2 separate regions of the Mus musculus genome follow, and region 2 is linked to region 1. The links are chromatin contacts, called in public HiChIP or PLAC-seq maps. All regions are on one chromosome and are shown on one strand. Each heading gives the region's core, a stretch centred on a gene start, on an enhancer-like site or on the middle of the called end of the contact. The rest is flanking DNA. Distances are from core to core; before and after follow the strand shown.

Region 1 (6,595 bases), core at 2,718-5,217:
GCAGCCCTTTGTCCCAAGGAGGCCTCCTAAAGACACTCAACAGCTCTTGTAGAGTGGTTCTGCTCCCAGGTGGAAGGATGACCACCCTCTGCCATTGCACTGAAACCCCATTGCACCCTCTTAGACTCCCCTTGAGACATTTCCTCTCCCCCTCTCCCCACTAGCTCCTTCAGGCAGGACTCCTCTTCATTGCCATAGCATGATGGAGCCATGTCCCTGTTCTGCAGCTGCTATAACAAACCACTGGGGATTCATGAATTCAGGGAGCACCAATGTTTATACCCCAGGTCTACAGATCAGAGGTCCTGAAACAGGTCTCACTGGACTAAACTCAACATCGAGCTTTGTTGCTGTAGACTCTAATGGATGATCTATTGCCTATAGCTGTCCAGACTCTACGGGCCACCCTCGTTTTGCTTCCTGACCCCTTCCTTCATCCATTTTCAAAGATGGAAACATTTGGCAAGACTAGGTGGTCTGAAGGATTCCTATTTTAAAAGTCAGCTTTTGGGTGTCCTGAATTCCTCTCTTTTTATTGGATATTTTCTTTATTTACATTTCAAATGTTATCCCCTTTCCTGGTTTCCCCTCCAAAATACACCCTCCCCCCATCCCCTCCCCCATCCCCCTGCTCACCAACCTACCTACTTCTGCTTCCTGGTCCTGGCATTCCCCTACACTGGGGCATAGAGCCTTCATAGGACAAAGGGCCTCTCCTCCCATTGATGACCGACTAGGCCATCCTTTGCTGCATATGCAGCTGGAGCCATGAGTTTCACCATGTGTGCTCTATGGTTGATGGTTTAGTCCTTGGGAGCTCTGGGGGTACTGGTTAGTTCATATTGTTGTTCCTCCTATGGGGCTGCAAACCCCTTCAGTTACTTGGGTACTTTCTCTAGCTCCTTCATTGGGGATCCTGTGCTCAGGCCAATGGATGGCTGTAAGCATCCACTTCTGTATTTGTCAGGCACTGGCAGAGCCTCTCAGGAGAGAGCTATATCAGGCTTCTGTCAGCAAGCACTTGTTAGCATCTGCAATAATGTCTGAGTTTGGTGATTGTATATGGGATGGATCCCCAGGTCTGGATGGTCATTCTCTCAGTCTCTGATCCTCACTTTGTCTCTGTAACTCCTTGAATTCCTCTTTTCTGTGAAAAATGTCTTCATAAATTCCATAGATAAGGGTGGGAGGAGAGGAATATCCATCTAGCACATTCACAAACAGAGTAACTTAAATCAGTTGCTGAGTGATCTAGAGAATATTGATGTCCACATCCTTTGGACAGACAACTTTTTGAGAAAATACAATAAAACAGGTTTTTTTTCCTAAAATTAACATTTTATAGATATCAGAAGATATAAGCTTTGATTGTCCTGATTATTTTTGCTACATCAAGACTTTTTTTTTTAATATTTAAAACTGTTTATATTTGTGTATGGGTGTTCTGGCTGTATGTATGTCTGTGTACCAAGTGAGTGCTGTGCCCACAGAATCAGAAGAGGGTGCAGCTTCCTTGCGACTGGAGTTGCAGGCGGTTAGACACCATGTGGGTGCTGGGAATCAAGCCCAGGCTCTCTAGAAGAGCAGACAGTGTTCCTAACTTCCTAACCATTGACCACCACTACAGCTGCCTTACTGGGATTTCTAAACACTGGTAAGAGTCACATTAGTTGCAATGTTAGGACACTTGTTTTATATATGTCTGTGCAAACATCATTATAGAAACATCTTTGAAAAACTAGGTGTCAGTAGTTCTTTGAACATGGTGCTTATTATTATTATTATTTCTTTAGATTTTTATGTGTATGAACATTTTGTCAGTATGTATGTCTGTACCACATGCATGCTTGGTGCCCACAGAGGTCAGAGAGGGTGTTGAATCCCCCAGAATAATTGTGAGCTGCCATGTGGGTGCTAAAAACTGAATCAGAGTCCTCTGTAAGAACAGCCAGTTTGCTAAAAACATTAAACTCAAGAGAATGAAGACCAAAGTGTGGACACTTTGCCCCTTCTTAGAATAGGAAACAAAACACCCATGGAAGGAGTTACAGAGACAAAATTTGGAGCTGTGACGAAAGGATGGACCATCTAGTGATTGCCATATCCAGAGATCCATCCCATGATCAGCTTCCAAACGCTGACACCATTGCATACACTAGCAAGATTTTGCTGAAAGGACCCAGATATAGCTGTCTCTTGTGATACTATGCCAGGGCCTAGCAAACACAGAAGTGGATGCTCACAGTCAGCTATTGAATGGACCACAGGGCCCCCAATGGAGGAACTAGAGAAAGCACCCAAGGAACTAAAGGGAACTGCAACCCTATAGGTGGAACAACAATATGAACTAACCAGTACCCCGGAGCTCTTGTCTCTAGCTGCATATGTATCAAAAGATGGCCTAGTCGGCCATCACTGCAAAGAGAGGCCCATTGGACTTGCAAACTTTATATGCCCCAGTACAGGGGAATGCCAGGGCCAAAAAGGGGGAGTGGGTGGGTAGGGGAGGGGGGGTATGGGGGACTTTTGGTATAGCATTGGAAATGTAAATGAGCTAAATACCTAATAAAAAATGGAAAAAAAAAAAAGAACAGCCAGTGCTTTAAACCACTGAACCATCTCTTTATCTCCCTGTGTATTGCTTTTTTAATGGATGCCTTCCTTAGAAGAAAAGCTAATATCAGCAAGCCAATATATTTCTGTTCTATTTTCTCTTTCTCTCGTCTAATAGCTAAGTATGATGTTGTGCTGCAGTTTTAGGTGTCATCAAGTGTATGAAGTAGAAATGCAGGCTTTAAAAATATAAGCCACAAAGCATGAGGCACTATGAGGTGCTAGGCATAGCATTGGTTTAGCCGTTCACTATGTCTATGCCTTCCTACTGCTTTCTGTCCTCCATTATTTCTGTTGGAAGATCAGTTGTTATTCTTGTTCCCATGGATGTGATGAGCAAGTTTTCTTTTACTATATGTATGTGTATGCACATATGTATATCCATGTTCTCATGTGTGTAGGTGTACATATAGTCTCATTGCAATGTCTATGGTATGCATGCATATTTATGCGTGTTCTCATGTCTCATGCATATGGCCTCCTGTGTGCGTGTGTGTGTGTGTGTGTGTGTGTGTGTGTGTGTGTGTACATGCACAAGTGTATGGAGGACAGAGATTGACACTAGATGCCTTTTTCAAACATTCTCCACCTTATGTGCTAAAGTCTGCTAGTCTAGCTGGCCACCTTGCCATGGGGATCCTCTGTCCTATGTGCTGAGATTAGAGTGAGCTACACCACCTGCCTCGATTTTCTGTGGGTTCTGAATTGCAGTCCTCAGAGTTCTTAGCAACTGGCTTACCTACAGGAGTACCTGCCCTCCCCTGCTGCTTCCTATACTCTCTTTTGTCTCTGAGCACTTTTTTTTCCCCTATAATATAGATGACTAAGGAACCTTCTGTGCCTAGCCCAGTTGGACTTGACTGAGTGTATTGGATGCTTAGGGTGTGGCTTTTCTTTCATTTGGAAAAGTGGTGTGTGTGGTGTGGTGTGGTGTGTGTTTGTGTGTGTGTGTGTGTGTGTGTGTGTGTGGTGTGTGGTGTGTGGTGTGTGGTGTGTGTGTGTGGTGTGGTGTGTGTGTGTGTGTGTGTGTGTGTGTGTGTGTGTGTGTGTGTGTGTGGTGTGTCTGTGTGTGTGTGTGTGTGTGTGTGTGTGTGTGTGTGTGTGTGCCTGCTTTGGTCATGATGGTGCCCCACATTGTCCTGTGTGTTGCATCCTCTCTGCTAATCCACCTTCAACCTCACAGGTTCTTTTTTTCTACCATTCATTTTCTAGACTGACGTTTTACTCCAGCATTTCTGGGAACTCCCTGGCATTTCCATTTTGTTCTTTCACACAACTTCTGCCTCTATTTGGTGTTTTCTATTTGATGAAACACTGCCACAGTGGTTTCTTTCATCTCATAAACCATGGCTTCCTTTTGCTCTCTTAGCATCTTTATAATGGCTGCTGTGAAGTCTGTTACATACAATACTGCATCTCTCAGAAGCAGCTATTTTGTCTACATTATAGCCTGTCTGTCTGTCAGTCTCTCTATCATCTACGTAATCTGTCTGTCTGTCTCTCTCTTTGTCTGTCTGTCTGTTACATGCTTCTTTGTTTTATGACTTTTTATGAAAAGCTGCCCCTTTAAGGCAATATAAATGTGGAGGTTTGGGACACCAGTTTCCTCTGTTATCATTGCTTTTTTTCAGTTGCTTAAATAGTTTTCTTTGTTGATTCAGGATCTCAGTATGTAGTTTAGGGTGGCAACTAGGCAACTCTGGCTGACTTCATAATCATGATCCTCCTGCCTCAGCCTTTTAAGTCTTTGCATTATGGCTGTTTTAATAGGCCTGCTCTCCTGTACTGTGAACTCTGTTTTCAAAGGACAAAGCCGCTTTTGACAATCTCAATTCAATCCCTGGATCCCAAAAACTCATGATGGGAGAGAGAACTGACTGCTGAAAGTTGTCCTCTGACTTCACATACATGCTGTGCGTGTGCACACACATACACATATAATACTGATGATGATGAATAGTAATAATACATTTTAAATAATTTCTTTAGTAAAAGAGAAAAGGAAGAAGCCCCTAATTGCATGGCTACATGCACAAGGGATTGAACCTCAGAGCTGGAGAGCTACTGGTCATCTGCTGCTCCCAGGCAGAGGCTGAGTCCCTTGATTTAAAATTGAAGACAAAAAAGATGCTCTGCCTTCCCAGAAAGCAGAGACCATCACACTGACCTACCTGTACACGGGAAAGAGAGAGGACAGGAGAGGACAGGAGAGGGGGAGGACAGGAGAGGGGGAGGACAGGAGAGGGGGAGGACAGGAGAGGGGGGAGGACAGGAGAGGGGGAGGACAGGAGAGGGGGGGCACTCACACTAGTGCTGTGAAACCTCGGTGCTTTTTCACAGTTCTACATTTTCTTGAATAAATATTTCTTCATTGTTGGATGCCCTTATGATGGTGATATTCATTTTTCTTGCCTACTCTGTTTTACTCCTGTTATTTTTTGTTAGGGTTCAAAGAATCATTTTACTGGGACATGTTCTTATATGCCATATATACATATACATGTACATATAGTTATAGTTGCATCTTAATCTCCTCCCACTGTTCCCTGTTCTCCTACATCTCCTTTCCCTCCCTTCCCATCTGCTGCCATGAGGTCGTATACATATATACATAATATATGTGGATACAGGGTCTGGAGAGATAGCTCGGTTTAAGAACACTTGCACTTCTTGCAGAGGTTCCAGATTCAGTTCCCAACATGGACACAGTGCCTCAGTCAATTGTACCTACAGCTTCAGGGGTTCTGACACCTTCTACAAGCACTGGTACACACATGCACACACATGCACGCAAGCTCGCACACATACAGATACAATAAATCCTTAAATATTTAAGTGTATGTGTTTGTAGTATGATTTTTAAGGAGGTTTTAAAGTCAAACATACTTGTTTTTCGGGGGAATATGTCTATAAGGCTTTTTATTCAGTCTAAGGTACCCATCTGCAAATGGTGCTACCTACCTACAAGGCAGGTCTGCCCTCTTCAGGAAATGCCCTCACACTTGCAAGTGTGTCCCCCAGGTGACCCCAAGCCTAGACAAGGTGACAATAAAGAAAATCTCTCACAACTAGTGACATTAGAAGTCTCTCTACGCCTAGTTTGTGTTTTGATAACACTTATTTGCATGCCTTTTGCCCCTTTCTAGCTGGATTGTTTAGTATTGGACCTGGGGCTTCACCCGTGGCCTCGGTATGTGTCAGGTTTCCTTCCAGTCTGCACCTGGGCATTGTATCGTCTTAGCAGGTCCTCGTGCAATGTGTTGCCCTCTTCCTTGGTAAGTTGTTCTTTAGTGTTGGAACTCAGTTCACTTACACGTAGACCTCCCAAGTTTTCCTTAAGTTTCTTTTCCAAGCTGTGCAGCTTCATGTGAATTTGTGTGTAAGGTGAGGGGTTCGGTCTCAGGGTCTTTCTCCCCTATAGATAACTAACTGCTCCATTACATCATGCTGAGAAGAAGTTCCTTTGTCCACTTAATTGTTTCTACATGTTGGCCAAAGGCCTGAGCCAGGAATGATGGCAGATGCTTGTACTTCCAGGATTAACTTTTGTTAAGCTAAGGATTGTGGGAAGGAGACCAGACTGGGCTAGAGAGCAAATCACCGTGAGCTAAAAGTGGGTCAAGGGCAAGAGCAAGTGGGGCAGGGCCAAGGGGCAGGAGGAGTCCAGTAGTCCTCCCAAGTATTCAATCCAGGAAGTGGAGACCGAGGATCCTAAGACTGAGGCCAGCCTGAAATGTGCGGTAAAGCCCTGTCTGCAACAAAACAAACAAAACAAAGAACACTCCCACCGCTCCACAGTTTGGTCTCTTTAATGCTTACACAGAGTCTACTTAAGAGGTTTCTAGTTTTTTCCCCCCTGGAGCATTGATCTGTTGTTCTCCTTATGCCAGTGCCACACACTCTCAGTGATTATACCCACACGATGTGTTTCAAAATCAGGTAGCATGGTCTCTTCCATTTTAATTGTTTTTTTTTTTTTCAG
Region 2 (7,166 bases), core at 66-2,565, 240 kb before region 1:
TACTTCAGCCAAAAAGGAACAAAAAGAGCCATGGGACTCTTCCTGGGGTTGAGGGAAGTGCATGGGCTGCAAGGGTGGCCTCAGACAGAGGTGGGATGCTTCTGAGGGCCTGAGGGGAGTCTTCCAGGACTCACTTCAAGAGGAAGCAGCAGCAACTATTTTGCTTCCTGATATTCTGTCACTGGAGACTGAGATTCCTGGAAGAGTCTGTTGGTTGGGTCTGTTCCTGTGCCCTGGCAGGAAGGCCCACCAAGAATGCAAGTGGTTGAAGAGGGTGGAGGAAGTAGGCTCTCCTGTCTTCTAGGCATTTTTTTTTTTTGCTTTTGTTTTTGTTTTCCTTTTGAGACTGGGTTTCTCTGTGTTGCCCTGACTGTCCTAGAACTCCCTTTGTAGACCAGGCTAGCCTCAAACTCACAGAGATCCACCTGCCTCTGCCTCCCAAATGCTGAGATCAAAGGTGTGTACCACAGCCGCCTGGCTTTTGGTCTGTGTTTTAAACAGTCATTCAAAGGCATGCTTGAGCCCCAGAACAAGCTTGATATTGTAGAAATGTGGGTAACTGTGAGTACAAGAAACCATAAGAATGACATGGAGGGGCAGATGCAGGTGCACATCGTGGATGGGGCTGGCTCTGGGTGTCTCCACTGTGTGCAAAGAAGTGTGTGAAAGCCGCTGTCACAATCCATGCTGCTACTATGGCAGAATATCTCAGACTAGAGGATTGATGAAGAAGAGAAGGTTGTTGTCTCATAGTTTGGGAGGCTGGGAGATCCAAACCTGAATGCCAGCAGGTTTGGTTGTGTCCTGGCTGCCTTTGCGTTCCATGGTGGGATCTTGTCAGTGTATCCCTGAGAGGAAGAAAACTGTGAGCTCACAGAGGCAGAAGGGCAACTGTGTGGACTGTGAAGTCTGCTTCAAGGTCTCAGTCACACTTCGAGGGAAAGCACCGTCACACCCTTTAAAGGCCCCAGCTCTGATACTACCCACTGGCCACCACATTTCAGTGCCTTAATTTTGAAGCCTGAATTCAAACCATAGCTCTGGTCTCAGTGTTCCTTAAACAGGGGTTGGTTTCTCTGAGACTTCTCAATGAGAGCTTTAAATACTTTGAGGTTTCAATGGAATACCTTTTTAAAAGGTCCATTTATTCTGGATGTCCCTTAATACAACACATGCTTATGTCCCCTCCCACTCATCCTGCTTGTAGGAGCCGGGGGGCTAAGTAGGAATTCATTTCCAGTCATGATCTAATGAGAGAGATCCAGAAGCAGGCTAAATACAACAGTGCACTTGTGTGGTGTGCATGCCAGATGACATAAGAGTGCTGTTTCAGTTGGAGAAGAGAATTTGGAAGCAGGTCTTCCCCTGGCACACATAGTATACTCACTTTGGGCCTCAACAGTCAATGCCTTATGCAAGCTGAGAACAGCAATTTAGATTCAATGAAACAATAGAATCGTTTGCGTGCTGCTAATGTTGTTTTGAATTTTATTAGCTTTAAAGTTTTGAATTTAATTTGTACCACTGTTCTTAGAGTGCTGAGAAGGCAAACAAGGCTTACATAAGTCATTTTGTATTTCTGTGTGGTTAGCTGAATTAAAATAAAATACCTTTGGTCATCTCTGGAGGTCCTTGGGGTCCTTTCTTTCTTAAGTGGGGAGTATTTTATTCAAGGTTTGGAGGTGCTGCACCATGGGAGATATGCCCCAGAGCCACCTCTTCACAGAAGAGTCGCCTTTTCCAGCTCTGGCCTACTGAGCCAGCCATAGGACTTGCTGTGGCCGGTAGGGTATTATGAGACATGGAAGTAGGCTTGAGAGGAGCTTGTGGCTTCTCACCAAGTACTCCTTTTCTGTGAAGAAATATGCTGCTTCTAGCACTATAGATAACGGGAAGCTACCTGCATCCAGCTGATCCCAGTCAAGACTAGCTAAACTCTGGCCAACCAACAGTGGGTGGTCAGAAGAGGATGCCTGTGTTTGTTTACTGCGAAGCATTGTTGGTCGAGAGCTGAGCTATACAGTCTAGGACACTGGTCAGGTAGCTACGCACCCTGGTGTGTGCATCTAGTTACTGTTCTAGTTGCTACAGCCAAAATGTGTGGTAGAAGCAACTTCAGGGAAGAAGAATATGGTTTGGCTCATGGTTTCAGGGGGTCATCAACCCACCAAGGTCTGAAAGGCTTGGTGGGTCTTGGTCCCTGGGTGATGGGCAGCTACAGTGGGTGCTCTTCCCATCTTCATGGACTCAGAAGTAGAGATGAGACTAGAAATAGAGCTGGTCTGTAGCACTCCAAGGTCCACCCTTGTCAACCTACCTCAATCAGCCAGATCCCATCCCCTAAAGGTCTCATAGCCTCCCCAAACACTAGGACCTGCCAGGGGCTCATACCAGGAAGCTAAGTGTTCCACCACTAAGCTAGATCCCTAGTCTATAAACAATGGGCTTCACTGAGTACACTGATGGGGCAATCATAGCCATAGTCATTAGGACCACATCAGGGAAAAAGACAGATGAAGTCTCAGAAGGTCAATAATTTTTGTTTCATTATATCCGTTCATTATAGAAATCCATCCCTCCCCCTCTTTTCTTTTATTGATTTTTTTTTGAGACAGGATTTCTATGTGTACCAGTCCTGGCTGTCCTGGAACTTGCTTTGTAAACTAGGCTGTCCGTGAACTCACAGAAATTCCCCTGCCTCTCAAGCACTGGGTGTGAACCACCATGCCCAGCTAATTTTTCTCTTTTCACAAATCACTTCCACTCTGACACGTTTGAAGAGCAGCAATGTTACCAGGGAGATGTGAGCCTACTTATATGTAGGTTTACACTGAGCAGAAGAGTCAGAAAATAACAGGGCTATGTTTTTCCCATCGCCACTGAGACCATCGTCAGTCAGCCTTTTGTTCCTTTTGACTCGTGGATAGAAATGTCTAGGAGGAATGTAAAAATAGAAGATAAAATGAAAATATCATTTGGTCTACCAATTTCATTCTTGGCTGATTTTGCTTCATACAAAGTTTTGACTGGGTTCCGTAGTTAAAAATAACTTCCCTGTGTACGTGAAACTTCTCTTGGGTAAGTGGCTGTGTATCTGCTTATGTTTATGCATGCCTGGAAATTCTGCCGACTACGGAGGTCTGCAGCAGCTGATGTGGAATGAAAACAGTCCTGGGAAGAGAATTTGAATGAAGTGTTGAATACATTTAAAATTATTATTCAAATGACTGCAAAAGTTCAGTTTCATAAAGTCAGAACAACTGGAGACCTGGACCAACACTTCCTATTTCTCGTTTTCCAAGGAGCCGTGACATAGCTGACATGCCCAGCTCTCAGCAGCCATAATGTTGCAAGTCCCATTTTGGATTTCACTGGAAAGGGAGATGCCAGTGTCTCTCTGCTGGTGTTGGGAGGGTAGTCACTGGCAAGAGGCAACTGCAAACACAGTAGATGACACTTTGACAGGCAGTGGAACTTTCTTGCCTGTATGACCAGCTTTCTGTGTGTGTAGGCCACAGTGTGGGTGGCCTCAGACTGGTGGAGAGTCTGTACACCTGGGCCTGTGGCTCTCTGTCCTCCTGGGAGGGACGATGGCAGGGGTGTTTGTGTCTCCCAGTGAGGACCCTGTCATGAACCCCTTGTCCACTCTGCAGATCTGACCTACTATTATCATTCACATGAGAGTCCGTTTCCTCAGGGCCTCTGTGTCTCACCCACCTTCCATCTCAGAGAGAGGGACTGTGTGTCTCGGGATGGTTTAGGTAGAATTTTTGGATCGTACCAGGTTTGCAAGACTAGGGATATGGAAAAATAGGGGGGATGTGAGCATGGCAGAGGTGACAGGAGGTGAACAGTGTGTCTCTCATCCATGGAAAGGCACAACGGAGCTTCTTTCTACCACAAGTGCCCTAATGTGAAGGGTGGAAATGAGGCCAATCAGTGCTGATTTGCTTCCAGATGGGATGATGCAGCCAAGGCCTGAAACAGATTTTGGAAACAATTCAGTCAGCTGTAATGTGAACCCAAAGACATGCTCTCAAGGCTGCTGGGTTTTCCACACTTGTCTGGCAGCCTAGTGCTTCTCAGGCCCAGCTGCTGCTGCTGCTGCTCTGTCTTATCACCAAGCTCTGGGGTTCAGACAAGGGAGAGAGAGGTGTTGCAACAATTCCTGGGAAAAGGACCGTGCACTGGGGCAGCTGAGGAGGTGCTGAGCTCTATTAGAAAGGCTCTGTGCTTAGGGAAGAGAGGAAGGGGTTGTTTTTCCCTCATTCACAGTGGGCTGGGGTGATGCTGGCCAGTACCTGGGCTTGGAAGTGAAGTCTGCATAGTCTTCCAGAGAAGCCAGAGGTGGTCAGAACCTGAGAGCACATAAGCCAGGCCTACAACAGTGGCTGTCAGGCTTCTTAGGACCACGTTTGCTTATCCATCGCACACCTGCCTCCCCTGGGATCCTCGGGGCTAGGCCGTCCAAACAAGCCCCATGCACAAAGTTGGAGGACCACAGCACTATAAATAGCTAGAATGCTCAAGGGATGACAAATATGTCACCCAATCTGAGGGTGGAAGGTCACCCAGGTCTTGTCATGGAGAAAAGGGCTTTCCCCTTCTGCCTAACAGTTAGTGGGTATGGGGTTTTGATAGTTGTAGTTGTTGTAGTTAAACATGCACTCATGCATTCACTTTCATGACCATGGAATGTCTGATATGTGATAAAACATGAACTAAGGGAAAAGGTATGGTCTTGGCTGCCAAGGATAGGGTATTATGGGAAGATGGTGGGGTCTGTTTACAACTGTCACTATGCCCACTTAAGGTAGCTGCACAGAGACCTGGAAGCACATGTTTTAGAGTGACTATGTAACCTGACTGGAACACAGCTTCAGCTAAGCGTTCATGGAGTGACTGTAGCCAAGGAACATGTGGGCGGGGGAGCATTTACAGTTAGTCATGGTGAGGAAGAACACTCCAAGTGGAAGAAATACAAACAGGACTGTGTTTGTCCTGAGAAATTACCACAGACTTGATATCTGAAATACAAGAAACTGACTTATTATTCTGTAGATCTGAAGGCTGCCATGGGTCTCACTGGGCTAAAATCAAGGTATTGGCAGGGTTCATTCATGCCTTTCTGAAACGATCTAAGGAATTATGTATTCGTATACCTTTGCTAGCTAAGAGGGGTGCCCGCATTTCAAAGACAGAATCTTCACATCACCGCTTGCCTGCATTTCTAGACTCATGAAACATATGAAGTTGTTAACCTTAATCATGCCCCTTTCCTGGTGGTATAACAATTCAGTTTTCTGAGGAGAGAAACAAGAACATCTTTGAGGCCGTTATTCTGCCCACCATAAGGGCATCATGGGTGTCTGAGCAGGTGGAGAACGCAGGGCAGATATGTTATGGCTGGAGGGAATGAGGGCATTCTGTTTAGGGACAGAGTGTGTATGTAGCCGTGTGGGCCATTGAATTCTTATGTTTTTAAAAACCACAACAACAATAACAACAAACCAGATGAAACAAGAAAGGACACTTTTGGGATTGGAGGGATGGATCAGTGGTTAACGCATCGGCTGCTCTTCCAGAGGACCTGAGCTTGGCTCCCAGCAGCCACATCAGGGAGCTCACAACTGCCTGCAATTCCACCTCCAGTGATTCAGCTTCTTCTCCTGGTGTCCAGGGGCTTCCCTAAACACATGCACATACATGTACATGCACAACCCCCCCACTCATGTATGCATATTCACATGCATATACACACATGCACATGCACACACATATACATAAATAATCTTTAAAAGAATAAATATGAATAAATACTAATCTTATAATAAATAATACATCTTTTTAAAAATTACAAAGCAAATATATTATAATCACATGACCTGGGTGTCAGTACATCCAGGCTAAGCAGGAGCCTCTGTTGTGTGGGACTGCGTCTTGCTCACCTCACTTGTCATTGAATCATTTTGTCTGTGGCCTAATCCTTTTATCTGCTCTCCTTCATGGGAGGAGAGACCATCACCTGCAATAGAGACCCTAACATTGAAGTTGTTCAACTGGGCCATCTTACTTAGAACCTGGCATGCATTTTGAAAGGATCAATGAATATTTGCTGAATACTTATGCACAATGATGAACTCCCAGTTGGTCATAACCTATACCATCTGTTCTTCAGTGAGTGCTTTATTGTAGTAAAAGATCAGCTTCAAGGGCTTAGTGTTCAAGGGCTTCACACGACCAAACTGTCCTGCATGTAAGTAGGTCATCAGTCTTTAAAAACTTCCCCTTTATGATTCCTGCTGAGGGGGAATGGTAGAGAGGGAATGTCAGGTATTGAATGTTAGGGGAATCTGAGAGAGAGAAAGAGAGAGACAGAGACAGAGAAACAGAGAAGGAAGGAGGGAGAGAGGAAGGGAGGGAGGGAAAGAGAGACAGTGACAGACAGAAGGAGTGGTATAGAACCACAGGACTTCACAGAAATCAAAGCCAAGGATAGCGAGTCAGGATCCTAGAAAGGTTTTGGTGATGCTGAGGGGGGAAAAACCCCATAAATTTTGGATGCACACTGACTTACATTTAAATTCTATCATGTTGGGCTAGCAAGATGGCTCAGCAGGTAAAGAGATTTGTGGCCAAGACCAATGACCCTAGGTTAATCACAAGGACCCACATGGGAGAGAATTGACTCCACAAAATTGTCTTCTGAACTCTACATGTATGTGCCCTGGAGGGCATACCCTCTCCACACTCGCACAGGATAAAAACTAACATAAAATATATTAAGTAATCCTAACATGTAGAAATGGAAAAATCAAACACACTTTTAAAAATAAAGGCTGGAGTTTGAGAATGTGGGTGGTGTGTGTTTCTAGCAGGAAACCGGCAAACTATTGTCAAGCGCCCGGCAGACAGTGTGCGCACAGCCATTCACTGTGTGTTCCCACAGAGTTCCCTCGGTGGACTCACAGATGTTGAAGACCCAAGCTGAGAGAGTCTATAAATAACTCTCCTTTCCTGCTTCAGTCTGGAAACAATTAAGGAAAAGATGCAGGAGCCAGACAGATGAGGTGGACATGCTCTGTACATTGGCTTTATCACTGATAATGATAGTCTGAAGGAGTCTTTAGAGGTGAGGCTCCATGCCACTGCTGAGAGGCCACTGT

The links. HiChIP or PLAC-seq counts read pairs in DNA pulled down with a chosen protein or histone mark.
Region 2: an H3K27ac HiChIP or PLAC-seq map of oligodendrocyte precursor cells shows a contact between it and region 1, with 4 times the contacts expected there. The contact joins two enhancer-like sites. A contact is called at or near these places in 2 of 484 Hi-C or Micro-C datasets (both in embryonic stem cells), 1 of 115 datasets of contacts at active chromatin or transcription factors (oligodendrocyte precursor cells) and 1 of 9 other capture datasets (pancreatic islet).

The regions. Positions count from the first base shown.
Region 1 is chr15:37,479,968-37,486,562 of GRCm38.p6, reverse strand. It overlaps a transcript of Ncald not described here. Among named protein-coding and RNA genes, the nearest start is that of Ncald, 24 kb to the right of the region's middle. Within about 2 kb of position 3,967, at least 5 of the 459 cell types and tissues checked have an H3K27ac peak or open chromatin away from gene starts, as enhancers often do. A contact at or near this core is called in oligodendrocyte precursor cells, where this site is marked.
Region 2 is chr15:37,717,175-37,724,340 of GRCm38.p6, reverse strand. It overlaps a transcript of Ncald not described here. Among named protein-coding and RNA genes, the nearest start is that of Gm15942, 20 kb to the right of the region's middle. Within about 2 kb of position 1,315, at least 18 of the 459 cell types and tissues checked have an H3K27ac peak or open chromatin away from gene starts, as enhancers often do. A contact at or near this core is called in oligodendrocyte precursor cells, where this site is marked.